2 separate regions of the Zea mays genome follow, and region 2 is linked to region 1. A link is a contact called in public Hi-C data. All regions are on one chromosome and are shown on one strand. The core of a region is the stretch at or near the end of the contact, and the rest is flanking DNA. Distances in the headings are between cores, read along the strand shown.

Region 1 (7,427 bases), core at 3,364-5,863:
ATGTTGTGACCGTCGCGCAACCACCACCCCCTCCCGCCGGTTGCTCAGCGTCTTGTTCCCGCGAGTGCCGACATTGCTCTTCCTCTCGCCGCCGGTGGTCCTCTCCCTTTTCATGCACCAGAGCGGCTTCCTGGGCACGCTTCTGTCATGCCCTCAACGCACGTCCTTCACTCCGATGTGGTTCCTGTCGGTGTTTATGACCCGACTGCGCACCACGGGGTTCCCCACATGATGCTTTTGAGCAGGACGGCGTCGTTGACTGCGACTCGATGGTATGTGCGGGAGCACGTCGGATTACACGAGGATTTATACAGGTTCGGGACGCTAGAATGCGTCCAGTTGAGGCTATATTTGGAATTGCACTGGTGTTTATGGATTACAAATGAGCTGAGTGGTGGAGGATGAGTTCACCTGCCGATCTAGTAGTGCGAGGTTGCTACAAGAGGGCTAATGAGCTTTGAGGTGGGGCTAGGATGTGGCAGATGAGAGATGGTATGAGATGTTTTCGTAGGGGTACCCCCTCGGCCTTATATAGGTGACCAGAGGGTTATCCCTTTACAAGTTGTGATCACTATCTACTCTACCTGAATCCTCCTTTAACGCGGCATGTATTCCTACTTATCCGGAGTTCAATCGCTTCCATTCAAGTGTGCACAACCTCTTCGCCCGAGATATCAGTGCTTCGGTCTGCGCATAACTCAAACGTTCGGTCTTCGTCTTCCTAGATCGAGCTCGTCCGGTCTGTTGTGGCCTGATGGCCTGTCTCGCTAGGCAAGCCATCGGGAGGTCCATCAGGCAGCTCATGATGTGTTTTTGTGTTCGTGAGGATCCGGGGGATAGCTATCCCTCATAGTTCCCGTGCCTTCCTACCGCGTGTGCGTCTCCCTTCACGACGTCCTCTCTTGACTCTCAACCACCTCGGTCATCCCTTGCCCCGCAGCAACGCCACCCCGCTTTGCCATGCCTGTCAGGGGCATCACACTCGCTTACACTTCTCTTCTTCCACGTCCCGAGCTACTCGTCCCTTCGACCTCATCCATTGTGACCTCTAGACTTCCCCTGTTACCAGCATCTCCGGGTATTGGTACTACCTGGTCGTTTTGGATGACTTCTCTCACTTCTTGTGGACCTTTCTTCTTCGCCGTAAGTCTAACATCTTTCCCAGTCTTTCTCACTTCTTTGCCTAGGTGCCGACTCAGTTCGGTCACACCATACAGGTTGTTCAGTGTGATAATGGACAGGAGTTTGATAACTCCACGTCTCGTGCCTTCTTTCTCTCCCACGGTGTGTAGCTTCGGATGTTGTGCCCTCACACCTCCCCTCAGAATGGCCGAGCCGAGCGCATGATTCGCACCACCACCAGCATGTTGTGTTGCCTCCTCTTTCAGGCTTCTCCCCCCGCTGGCTACTGGGCTGAGGCGCTGAATACCGACACCTACCTCCTAAACCATCTTCCCTTCAAGGCGGTCGCCCATCCCACCCCGTTTTTTGCTCACTTTGGCACCACCCCCTCCTATGAGCACCTTCGGGTCTTCGGGTGCGCTTGCTATCCCAACACCTCCGCCATCGCTCCACACAAACTTGTCCCCTGATCCTCTCGTTGTCTTTTCCTCGGGTACTCCCCTGATCACAAGGGGTATCGGTGCCTCGATCTTCTCATCCACCTCGATATCATCTCTTGTCATGTTGTCTTTGATGGGGATGTTTTTCCCCTTGCTGATTCCTCCCCACCTTGATTCCCTCATCGATGTTGATTGTGTCGATGTTTCTCTTCCGTTGCCCTCTTTTGTGCCGCACGCGGTCACATTGAAACATCAGCATTTTATTATTTTAGTGGCTGATTCAAATGTTATTAATTGATGGAAACAACTTCCATTCCATCATAAGGTAATGTTTGAATTTTATCCTGAACCCATCCATACAAAAGAACAAAACCATGCTAGTAAACTCATAGCATGTTGTTCAAGCCTAATCACCCATAAAAGACATCTGCACAGTGCATGCCAGTTTTTTTCTCGAATGCGCAGGAGAACCGTATATCTTTGTATTAAAGAAGAGAGAAAGGGGTAGAAACCCCCAAGTACACACACACCCTTTTAGTTTGTACTTGTGCACCAGATTATAAATTTCTCCAAAATATTTTCATGTAAGAACAAGTGTGTACTTCAGTACATGTCCGCGTAGTCATAGAACCTCTGCAGAAGCAACTCTGGGAAGCTAGATGATATGGTTGGGCTAACTGATGCTTTATTAGATGGCTGGAAGGATAACAGAGACAGATTAGATCTAATTTGCCCTGCCTAGGAGACTCTGAGCCTTTGTGATCTATATCTGCTTAATGATCACATCAGTTGGAATAGTTTACATAGAGCCTTAGCTAACCAAATCATAACAAACAAACAAACTTAATGGGAAAACTAAAAACTTCTTCAAACAATGCTGCTAATAAGTCTTGCCCACAAATGCATCCGTAACATAGAACAGAGTAGCATACATAATAATATGACTGCTCGGTGCAAGCCCCTCTTATTTAAGCATGTTCGGTACCTAGTTAAGAAAAGCATGAGCTTAAGAATAAACTAAGAATCTAGTTAAGTCTGAATAACTAGGAGGTAAGCTAACTTTATCTGGTGCCTTGAATCAGGACCCACCAACACTGAAAAAGATACATTTTAGCTCCTGAGATCAGTAAATTCGCATGTTCTTTTTAAAATTTTTTAGGGGGGGGGGGGGGCAGGAAGAAGAGGCATAGACTCTGTTTCTCTTGAAAGGCATTATTATTTTCTGAAATAATACTAGTACAGTAGTACTTAGTTCAGAAGAATATCTTATTACAGTACCCCCAACAAAAATGTACAATAGAGTACTTGTCAAACCTTTTCGACACATTGATCAACAGAGACAACTGCTAGGTCATTTGGCACATCTTGAGAGCTAGCCTTAGCAGATAATGCGTCCCTTAATTGTTCGATAACAAGATTTCCCGTCCGCTCAAGCGCTTCACGTTTAGTTTCCCAGGCTTCCTTGACCTTCCTGAAGGTAAGTATGCAGTAAATATTTAGTAGGGATGAAGGATAGCTTCTGAAACTACGCACTTCTGCTTATACCTCAATACAGTCTTGAACCCTGGTCTTCCATAATTATCATCCGGTGGAAAGTATGTACCACCCATCAGAGGTTTCAAGTCAGGTGACAAAAAGACGCTTAGAGGCCAACCACCACCACCATGCAGTGCCGATACATATGTCATATAAACCTAAAATATGTGAGGCTATATTCAACAAAGAACCTAGTGTGCCACCCAATACAAACACGCCCAGAAACCTTTTCGAGCTAACTACAGGAAAAAGGGGAAAGGGAGCCGTAAGTCGGCTAGAAATGGAACTGATGCATTGGAGCACTTGAAGAAACTTACCTTATCAACATCAGGGCGCTCTTCACGGTCAACCTATCAAAATTAATAATCAGACTGAAAGAGGTATGGTCAAGTTGCATATGTAAAGCTTTTGACACATCAAAGACAGGTAAAGACTAAAGAGTGAGACACAACGGAATAACTTTCTAAGGGTCCAACAAAATTACCTTGATGCTAACAAACCAATCATTCAGCAACTTTGCCACTTCCTCATTCTCAAAGGACTCCACCTCCATCACATGACACCTTCGAATTCAGTCCCAGACCAAATGAACAGAAGCTTACGTTAGTGCGAACGTATGGTGCATAGTAAAGGTCACAGATGGCAAGAATATAAAATATCGATGAAAGAAATAACAGAAACTCACCAATGGCATGTGCTATAGCCAACTTGTGGGACACAACCGGATTGCAATGAAGCAAAATAAGAACGTTAGGTACAGAACGTTTGAGTTGACTAGAACGGAATCAGAAAATTCGATTACCATTTTAACTTAGTTCTCTCTTGACAAGACCATCATAATATGGTTAAGCAAAACAATTTACCATGTCACACATTGGTGGCACTACATGCCTGCAAGGCTGCAACAAAACTACTGAGCTAACACAATGGTATCAGGAGAGTTCATACTCGAGAGGAAGATGGGGACGTCCTTGGCGCGCGCCTTCTGGAAAGCCTCTTCCCCCCAAGGGTACCAATCAACCTGCACCAAGCGAAATTAACAGAAGGGAGAGCTCAATACTTGCTATCCCATCCACGGGATCAAATCGGTCGGATAGACAGGAGAAGGCTCGGGAAGGAGACACAAACTCCTCACCGGGTTGTGCGCGTGCTGCAGCAGGTAGGGGCTGTGCTCGGCGGCGAGGCGGTTCGGCTTCCGGCCGCCGTGAGGCGCGGACGCGGACGACGACATGGCTGCGGCGAGGGGGCGCAGACGGAGAGGCGTGCTGTGGGTCGGCGACGAGGAGGAGGCGGCGGCGGTGAGGCGGTGGCGGAGAAGAGTGGAGAGCATTGGAGTTGGAGGAGGGATGAGGGGGCCGAGGTGGGAGAAGACCGGTGCGGAAGCGGCGGGGGACATGTGGGCTGCGCGCCCAGCGACACCTGCCTGCCTCCGCTCGGCACACGCTGGCGTCCGCAAGGCCCGCGCGCCTGCTGCTAGTGTGTGTGCGCCACTTTGTTCTGGGCTTGGCCAGTAGGCCTTGTGGGCTGCTATGCTCCCCTTATATAAGGGAAAACAAGCAAATGAATTTCAAAAGATTTTCACCTACATACAGCCGAGGGTAAAAACTTGGACAGAAAAAAGTCCTACTTCTGTTTTGATATTTAGTTGTTATTTAAATATACTAGCTAACTAGCTAACAAATTGCTAGCTGAAATAGCTGATTAAGAATAGCTCCAACAACGAATTTTATATGGTTCTAAACTCTAAAATATAGCGGTTGCAGCCTCCTTTTTCCTTTAACAAAAGACTCTAAAAGGTCCTCTAAAATTTGGAGGACTGTGTGCGTCAGCTAGAAATGGAGGTCATCCTCTATACATTGTGCTTATTTGTTGTGTGTCTCATTCATGTGCCCACAATCGGTAAAAAATAATGTAGAAAGTGAAATCGGACACACTGTTGATATAGATGATGAAATTTAGAAGACATTTCTGGAGATGGAGAAGATATAGAGCACATATTCTTTTAGAGAGTGGTGTAAATGACATATAATATTCCTTTACAAGATGAAATTTAGAAAACGTTGCTGGAGAAAGTCTAACTATGTATTTTGATTGGTAGTGTCATGGGACCATAGTTCATCGCCCGACCGCCGCGCCGACTTAGCCAGAAGCTAGGCCCTGTTTGTTTATGAACGTCTAGAGGGGGTGGATAGGCGAAACCTAAAATTATAATTCTAAATCCAAACTAGATCCCTTGATTAGTGGTTAGAACAAGATTCACAATTATCAGAGTATAAAACTAAGTCCTTTACTTGCAACGAGTATTGTTTTCAAAGAGTGCGGAATTTAATCAATAGCAATACTACTAGAAATGTTTAGTGAAGAATAATGCAAGAGGTCTTAGACAAGAAGAGAAGAAACACAAGTTCTTTCTAGCATGGAGTTGCTTCTCTAAATGTGAATTTAACTTGAAGCAACATAAAATAATATTAACAAAGAGTAACGCAAGAGAACTTAGAAAGGGAGAAAACAAACAAATCACGAGCAATAAACACAAGAGACACGGGTGATTTGTTTTACCGAGGTTCGGCCCTCGAAGGCCTAGTCCCCGTTGAGGAGTCCACTAAGGACGGGTCTTTTTCAACCCTTTCCCTCTCTCCACCGATCACCAAGAATGGCGAGATCTTCTTTTTCTCAAGGATCACTTAAGATCCCGCAAGGATCACCACACTCGTAGGTGTCTCTTGCTAGCTTTACAAGCCTCCAAAACTTTGAAGGAAGTTCAATGGGAGTCAAAACTCCACGCACAAATGATCACAAGATGTAGCACACACTTTCTCTCAATGAATCTCACAAGGCGCTAGTGCTAAACTCACACGAGTAGCTCTCTTTTGCTTGATCTCTCTTTTGTGGCACTTGTGTTGGTTGTAGTGGCCTAAATCTTGCGTATAGGATGGATCAATGAATAGATGTGGCTGGGAGGACTTAGATATGCCAACTATATGACTTGGAATGTTGCTTGGGCTCCCACACATTGAAGTGGCCGGCTGGAGTGGTATTTATAGCCACCAACCAAATTGTAGTCGTTGGAGAAGGCTGCTGGCGATGGGCGCACCGGAAAGTGTTCAGTGCGCCGCCACGTCATCCTGTCGTTAGGGCAGAGAGCTGGTCGACCGTTGGAGGCTTTGTCCTCATGCGGCACCGGACAGTCTGGTGCCCCTCTGACCTTTTGCTCTGACTTCTGTCGCGTTACTGTGCTGCACTGTTCATCCGTCAAAGTCGACCGTTGCGCGCAGATAGTCGTTGCTCTGCTGGTGCACCGGACAGTCCGGTGAATTATAGCGGAGCTGCGCCTGGAAAACCCGAAGCTGAAGAGTTTGGAGTGTACGACCCCTGGTGCACCGGACAGTCCGGTGCGCCATACCAGGGAACACTTCGGTTTCCTTTTTGCTTCTTTCTTTTGAACCCTAACTTGTTCTTTTTATTAGTTTGTGTTGAACCTTTGGCACTGTAGAATGTATAATCTAGAGCAAACTAGTTAGTCCAATTATTTGTGTTGGGCAATTCAACCACCAAAATCATTTAGGAAAAGGTTTGACCCTATTTCCCTTTCAATCCCCCCTTTTTGGTGATTGATGCCAACATAAACCAAAGTAGATATATAAGTGCAGAATTGAACTAGTTTACATAAGGTAAGTGCAAAGGTTGCTTAGAATTAAACCAATATAATTATTTTAATAGATATGCATAGATTGCTTTTTATCATTTTGGACCACGCTTGCACCACTAGTTTTGTTTTTGCAAATTCTTTTGGAAATTCTTTTCAAAGCCTTTTTTCAAATAGTCAAAGTTATATGAATAAGATTTTGAGAAGCATTTTCAAGATTTGAAATTTTCTCCCCCTTTTTCAAATGCTTTTTCCTTTGGCTAAACAAAACTCCCCCTTGATGAAATTCTCCTCTTAGTGTTCAAGAGGGTTTTATCAAATGAAAAAGATCAAATATTTTAGATACTAATTTTTTAAAAACTCCTCCTTAAAGTGTAGATACTAGATGAGATAGAATTTCTTAGAGGAATACCAATTGAAAACATTAAAAATCTTTGTTTCGAAAAAATTTGAAATTAGCATGGTGGTGCGGTCCTTTTGCTTTGGGCTAATACTCTCTCCCCCTTTGGCATTAATCGCCAAAAACGGAGTCTTTAGAGCCCTTTTTACTTTCTCCCCAATGGTGCAAATGAATATGAGTAAAGATTATATCAATTTTGAGAGATGGCGGAATACCGGCAAAAGGACAGATAATACCGATGGTGTAGAGTGGAAGCGATGTCTTTGTCGAATACTACATTTCC
Region 2 (7,427 bases), core at 1,271-3,770, 580 kb after region 1:
TGATCATGTTATACCTTAGGTATGCAGATTACCTTTGAGTTGGCTGTTTATCATATCACCTTTGTTACATAGGCTATGTACCCGAACTTAAAGTTAGTACAATTCTAGAATTCTGTGGTATTCCTCTTTTCATATTTTGACGACGATGTGCTCCTATATTTTCCTTTCTGAATACCAAATTCTTTAATGTGTCCTCTTGTGTGGAATCAAGTTCCTAATTTAGCTAGAGCAATACTTGAAAAGAGGAATCACAATTAGTTGTTTTTCATGTGATTGTATAACAATTTCTCGTAAATGAATATAATGCTGACTAATTTACTGTTTGTGTGAATATGTTTTGGCAAAACCTTCTAAGATGGTTCCTGACTAATTTATATGTTCCCGTTGCAACGCACGGGCACTGACCTAGTAGAGATAGGAGAGAGATCGTAAAAGCATGCAAGGGTATTTTTGTCTCCTTGGATGCTAAATATGTGGAAACAAATTAGAAAAGTAAGAATACATGGTTAATAGTATAACCAATTAGAATATGTTTGAAGTACCTTTTGTATGAAACAAATCTTTCGGATGGCATTCTTGTGAAGCATAATGTTTGGAATGGAGACATTACCATCCATATGCCCTCCGTTGGCCCCCGACCCCGACAATGCTAGGACAAAGAACGAGCTGAGAGAATCATGTCGACAATATGAGCGAGTATTTAGCTTAACAAAAGGGAAAATGTCTATTTAGCTTCCTCGACTATTTGTATCCAAAAAAAAAGTCAGCTTAAATTTGTAATGGCGCGAGTATTTTTCTCCATGACCAAAGGTATCCCTCAATTAATGAATTCGCGCATTATCAACTCAAGTTCAGAACTGTTCCATTATCCAGTAAACGAAACCAGCAGCCAGGAATTGAGTCAACACTTGCTTCTTGCAGCACAAGGAAGGATGGCCGATGATCAACTTGAAGCAGAAGCAGTGGCAATCACCACCGTGTGTGCCTCACTGCCTCTATATAAACATGATGCCGGGGCAATCGATCACAAACTCTCCACGCCGCTGCACGCACAGGGCACAGCTAGCAGCAATAATGGAAGTAGTCGGCGGCGGCAGGCACTTCGTGCTGGTGCACGGCCTCTGCCACGGCGCGTGGTGCTGGTACAAGGTGGCCACCGCGCTGGAATCCGCCGGCCACCGCGTGACGGCGCTGGACCTGGCAGCGGCGGGCGCGCACCCGGCGCGCCTGCACGAGGTGCGCTCCCTGGAGGACTACTCGCGCCCACTGCTGGACGCGGTCGCCGCGGCCCCCGACGGCGACAGGCTTGTCCTCGTCGGCCACAGCCACGGCGGCGTCAGCCTCGCGCTCGCCATGGAGAGGTTCCCTAGCAAGGTCGCCACCGCCGTGTTCGTGGCCGCCGCGCTGCCGTGCGTCGGCAAGCACTTGGGTGTCACCCTCGACGAGGTCGTACACACCTCACGGCTCACGCACATGCACGGATGCACCACAGCCATTGTTTCAAGTTTCAACTCACAAATATATATGTCTAAGTCTTTTTTAAAAAAAAACTCCATCTTTTGCGATGACCGCAGTTCATGAGAAGGAATGCTTCCGAAGGGCTGCTCATGGACTGCCAACAGGTGCCCATCCCCGGCGTGGGGCAGCAAGGGACAGCGATCGTGATGGGTCCAAGGTATATGGAGGAGAAGTACTACCAGGAGAGCCCCGCGGAGGACCTGACCCTGGCGAAGCTGCTGGTGAGGCCCGGCAACCAGTTCATGGACGACCCGCTGATGAAGGACGCGGCGCTGCTCACGGCCGCCAACTACGGGTCCGTCAGGAAGGTGTTCGTGGTGGCCAATGCCGACTGCTCCAGCACCGAGGAGATGCAGCGCTGGATGGTGGCCATGAGCCCTGGCACGGAGGTCCACGAGATCGCTGGCGCCGACCACGCCGTCATGAACTCCAAGCCTGGGGAACTCTGCGACGTCCTTGGACGGGTAGCCAGCAGATGCGGCTGAGAACATGACGATTGACGACGACGACTATTGTTGCAGCTTGTAGTGTAGTATTACACTACTAGTAGCACCTGTATATGTCATGAACACTGCTTATATTATTGAATAAATAAAATGACTCGGGTTATTTCGAATTACACGTTAAAGCTGCTTATATTATAGAAGACCTGCTGGAAATAGTGTAAGTATAGAAGTCTTCAATCATTGAGGCTTATATATGCACGTTCAAGAATTATATCTAAGTATAAAAGTATTGAATCATTAAGACATTGGTGCAAGGTCTAGATGAAAGTCAGCTGCCTAGGGCTTTGCACTAACTCAAACACTCAAAAAAATTATGAAATATTTAAATCTGAGGGTAGTTTAGACCTTTTAACCGTAGTTTAAAATTGTTAGAGCAAAATATGAAGGTAGTGACGCAGAAGTAGAAGGCGAAAGAAGGTCGGACCAATGGCAAGATAAGTGTCTCAAAAAGAAAACTAGTTACTACAAGGCAAGGATATTTTGTCTCTTCCTCCTCCGATCGAAGTGTGCTTGCGTCCTGATCCCACCAACCGCAGAGGACAGAGGACCATGGAGAGCGGCACGGAGCGGCGGCGGCGGCGGCACCACTTCGTGCTGGTGCACGGCACCTGCCACGGCGCGTGGTGCTGGTACAAGGTGGCCACACTCCTGTCATCCGCGGGCCACCGCGTGACGGCGCTGGACATGGCCGCGTGCGGCGCCAGCCCCGGGCGCGCCGAGGAGGTGCCGTCCTTTGAGGAGTACAGCCGGCCGCTCCTGGCCACGGTGGCCGGCCTGGCGCCCGAGGAGAAGGTGGTCCTCGTCGGCCACAGCTTCGGCGGGGTCAGCCTCGCGCTGGCCATGGAGCAGTACCCGGACAGGGTCGCCGTCGCCGTCTTCGTCGCGACCGGCATGCCCTCCGCTGGGAAGCCGATGGCGTTCGTCTTCGAGCAGGTAAGCGGAAATCCGAGACCCGAGGGTTGCGTTGCGTGATCGTTTCGTCGAAAAGGGCAGGAAGGGGTCAAATTTTATTTTTAACCATGATTTCGTGATCGATGGACTCTAGTTTTTGCAAGAAGAGTACCCAGCGGACCGCTACATGGACTGCGAATTCGAAACCAGCGGCGACCCCCAGCGTCCCGTGGAGACATTTCGGTTCGGGCCACAGTACCTGAAGCAGAGACTGTACCAGCTCAGTCCCCCAGAGGTAGGTGACAACGGACAATGGCCACTAGCCCACTAGTTCCTGAGCCACACACGCGGTGACGCGGGCGTCACCATCTGACGTGTGTTGCTTCCTCTGGCGCGCGCAACGTAGGACTTGACCCTGGCAATGGCGATGGTGAGGCCGTCACAGCGGTTCCGAGACGACGCGACGATGAAGGGGGGTATCCTGACGGCGGAACGGTACGGCGGCGTGAGGCGGGTGTGCGTCGTCGCCGAGGACGACGCGTCAGTGCCGGCAGGCTTCCAGCGGCGGATGGCGTCGTGGAACCCCGGCACGGAGGTGACGGGGTTGCAGGGAGCCGACCATATGTCCATGCTCTCGAAACCAGGGGAGCTGTCAGAACTTCTCATGGAGGTTGCCAACAAGTACAGCTGAAACTTGTATCATGTAAATGGCTATCAGCAAAATGGTTGTTCAGGTACGCTTGTTTCAGATGAACAAATGGAGACGGAAGTTTGAAGTAACACGATGAAATAAGACTAGATTTTGTATCCAATGCAGTTGTAACTTTCTAAGGTATAAGGCTATTTCTATCAGCATATTCATCATCTTTAATTTCAAAGTCTACTCAATTTACGGTGCAAAATTATGTTTTACACGACTATATAAACGATATGTTGGATATAACCTAACAAAAACATCATGATATATCTATCCTAGTTGTCTTAGGGGTTCAACACTGCGTGCCTAACTATATCAAGTACCGTTCACTAAGCAAACTTACATCAACCGGACATGAAAAGCTTTACGATTCTCGACGATGTAGCTCTAAGGGCGTGAATAAGTACAACCCCATTTATCAGGTGGTCTCTTAAAGAGTCTCTAGTGGGTTAATTGAAAAAAAAATTCAAGAGACGGCCTTTTTATACGATTCTTCATACACATTGTCTCTTAACTTTATTTATGATTCAGAGGGTTATACCATGTAGTTTCTTTATTGTCTCATGTACTTAAAAAATCGTTCCACCGTCTTAGGGTTATACATGCCCTAATGGGGCATCATTTTTCTCCTCGTTGAAAATCAAGAGTCAAGCTTTATCGTCGCACCCATCATAATTTAATGCATCATATCGAGTAGTCAAGCTTTATCGTCGCACCCATCATAATTTAATGCATCATATCGAGTACCTTGTATTCGGTCATATCAACGTCCGAACCTGAGGAAGATATGGCTATGATGGTTTAGTCGAGCGAAAAGAGTGGAAGAAGTGAAATAATAGCAGCAAGAGCAAATTGGAGATGAGGGGTATTAATGAATTAAACATCTCTCTATTTATAGGTTGGATTCCAAGATTTTTTTAAAAAATGGATTTTTAGACTTCAAAATAGTGTGGACAAATCAGAAAACAACATGTGGTAGCAGACGGTCGATACAACTGGTTTGGATCGGTATTGGTCGATTTTCCTGTGTGCAAGTCGGTACCGACCAATCCAACTCTAATGTGTTCGGTATCGACAGAACTGACTAACCAATAGGTCAATCGTCTACTGTTAGACTGTCTCTAGTAGATAGGGTAAAATAGGAGACACGAAACTGTAGATGACACTATTTGTTGAGTGGAGTTTGAAATAGGGGATGAGATAGATGATGAGATAGGGGATCTGCTGAAGATAGCCTTAGAATTGGATCGATTGGTATCGACATATCGATATGTTAAACACGGCCTAAGATAGACTCTAGAAATTTAAGGGTTTGCATCCCTTAAAAGTGTCGCTCTGTCCGTGGAACAATGACGACGACAACTGCCCCTTTCCAGCAGCCTCCAAATCGATGCATGCATTTGTAGATGGCCAACAGTGCCTGGTTAACCGGGACGGCACGGGGCACGGCATGGCCTATAGTGCCCAAGCACGGCATGGCATGATCGGTGGCGGCCCGTGCTGGCACGGCCCGACCCCTAGTGTCGTGCTTGGGCTGGCGAGGGGACACGTTGGGCCGACATGGGCACGAGCCAATTAGGGTTAAAGAACGGTTAGGCACGGCATCCATAAACACATACCCCCCTGCGGCCCAGCCCCCGCACCCCATCCCCGCCTCCTCTCTCACTCTGTCTCGCCCGAACCCTCTAGCGATTTGGAAAGCGCCGCCTCCCTAGCCACCTCCGCCGCCTCCCTCGCCGCCTCTCTACCGCCTCATCCGGTGCTCTGGGCCTCTAGCTTAGGTAAGACAGTAAGTTTGTTCCTCTGGTGGTGCTCTCTTGCTCGCGCCGCCTCTGGTTCTGGTTCGAATCCCTAAGTTTGGTGCTCTGATCTCCAACTTTTGTTCTTCTTCCAGTCTCCCTCCAACTTCGGTTGCGCTGATCCTCTACGGCTCTCCCTGTACCGATGCCTAATCGTGTTTTAACCCTAATCATCGAGCCGTCGGGGTTGGATATGGTGCTTCGGCTTTGGTAGGTTGTTAATACGGTGCTTGTGCTTGTGATCTGTGTTTGTGCTTGTGCAGTTGTGCTTGTGATCTGTGTTCCAAACCCTAATATAGTTCATCATTTAACTATTTTTGTAGCTATAAGGGACCGATCTGTTGATCTGGCTTTGGTAAGTTGCTATCATTTGCTTGTTCTTGTGATTTGTGTTTGTCGCCTCTATATCTGTGGTTGAACCGACGAACCCTAATCTAGTGTCTTCTGTTCTGTGTTCATAGCCATGAAGGACCGATCTATGTTCGAACCCTAATCTAGTGCCTTCTTGTTCTATGTTCGTAGCTGTGAAGGAACGATCTGGTGCTCTGGCTTTGGTGAGCTCCTAATCTTATGCATGTGCTTGTGGTCTGTGTTTGTGCTCCCTAATCTAGTGCCTTCTTGTTCTGTGTTTGTAGTCGTGAGGGACCGATCTAGTGCTCCGACTTTGGTAAGTTCTTAATCGGGTGCTTGTTCTTGTGATCTATGTTCAAACCCTAATCTAGTGCCTTCTTGTTATGTGTTTGTAGCCATGAGGGACCGATCTAGTGCTCCGACTTTGGTAAGTTCTTAATCTGGTGCTTGTTCTTGTGATTTGTGCTTGTGATCTGTGTTTGAACCATAATGTAGTGTCTTATTGTTCTGTGTTTGTAGTCGTGAATGACTTTGACAAGATATATAAGGCTGTTGAGGGTGTGAGGGTAAGGTGTCATGCTAGTGCAAAGTTTACAAGTGTGTTTTGTCTGCTAAATCATCTGGTGGCACTTATCATCTTAATCATCATAGAAATGCATGCAAACTGAAGCATGGCAGAACTGCCTTTGCCTAGTCCCTGAGTTTAATCTTAATGGTTGTCCTAGATTGTGGGAGTACAATGTTGATGTTGCTAGGTCTTAGATGTGTGGTTTGATATATAGGCTTGATCTGTGTATTTGCTTTGTTGAATCATCTGCTTTTGAAAATTACATTCAACAGGCTCATAATCCTAGATTTTTTGCTCTCTCTAGAGTCCAGACAAACAACCACTAGCATGGTTTTTTTTTTCCTGTGGCACCTGGTAACAAGACAAGGATGTTTCACCTCTTCCTCGGTTCCTCCTCCAATTTAAGTGATATTGTGAGCAAGTCGTCCTGATCCCACTAATCGCAGAGGCGCAGAGCAGAGATGACTAGGGCTGGAAAAAAAGCTCGAGGCTCGCGAGCCGGCTCGGGCTCGATCAGGCTCGGCTCGGCTCGGTGAGGCTCGCGAGCCTAAACGAGCCCGAGCCGAGCCTAATTCCATGGCTCGCTACACTAACGAGCCGAGCCGAGCCGGCTCGGTGAGGCTCGCGAGCCGGCTCAAGGCTCGGTCCAAACTTTTGCAGCTATCACCTGTCAGTTGTCAGTTTGTTTATTAGTGTCCAGTTATCTAGATCTAGTGACCAATGTGTTGTTTTGGTCACAACTCACAAGGAACTAGAGTGCAGGGACATAATTTTTTATTATATGGAACATATTGTGCTTCAAATTTAAGCTAATGACCGTAATTATTGTTGTTGAGTACTTGAGTGTACAGGCTCGCGAGCCGAGCCGAGCCGGCTCGCGAGCCTATATCGAGCCGAGCCTCATCATCGAGCTCGCGAAGTGACCGAGCCGAGCCTGGCTCGGCTCGCTATTCCACCGAGCCTCACCGAGCCGAGCCGAGCCTGGCTCGGCTCGTTTCCAGCCCTAGAGACGACCATGGAGAGTGACAGGAAACGGCAGCATCACTTCTTGCTGGTGCACGGCGTCTGCCACGGCGCGTGGTGCTGGTACAAGGTGG

What was found. Hi-C and Micro-C count contacts between places; a contact is called where the count stands out from the background.
Region 2: a Hi-C map of root tip shows a contact between it and region 1, with 3 times the contacts expected there. The contact joins the promoter of LOC100192086 here to the promoter of LOC103652296 in region 1. A contact is called at or near these places in 3 of 25 Hi-C or Micro-C datasets (leaf, root tip and tassel).

The regions. Positions count from the first base shown.
Region 1 is chr3:156,235,863-156,243,289 of Zm-B73-REFERENCE-NAM-5.0, forward strand. LOC103652296 (spermatogenesis-associated protein 20) reads right to left here and starts at 4,614. Exons shown (of 15, transcript XM_020550375.2): 1 at 4,234-4,614; 2 at 4,047-4,119; 3 at 3,784-3,805; 4 at 3,583-3,661; 5 at 3,416-3,448; 6 at 3,108-3,256; 7 at 2,877-3,033. The coding sequence starts at 4,494.
Region 2 is chr3:156,816,994-156,824,420 of Zm-B73-REFERENCE-NAM-5.0, forward strand. It overlaps LOC100192086, which reads left to right and starts at 2,521. Exons shown (of 3, transcript NM_001137509.2): 1 at 2,521-2,957; 2 at 3,070-3,210; 3 at 3,322-3,749. The coding sequence starts at 2,574. The coding sequence ends at 3,606. It overlaps LOC103650797 (esterase PIR7B), which reads left to right and starts at 994. Exons shown (of 2, transcript XM_008676365.3): 1 at 994-1,446; 2 at 1,575-2,137. The coding sequence starts at 1,006. The coding sequence ends at 2,003. It also overlaps the pseudogene LOC103650798.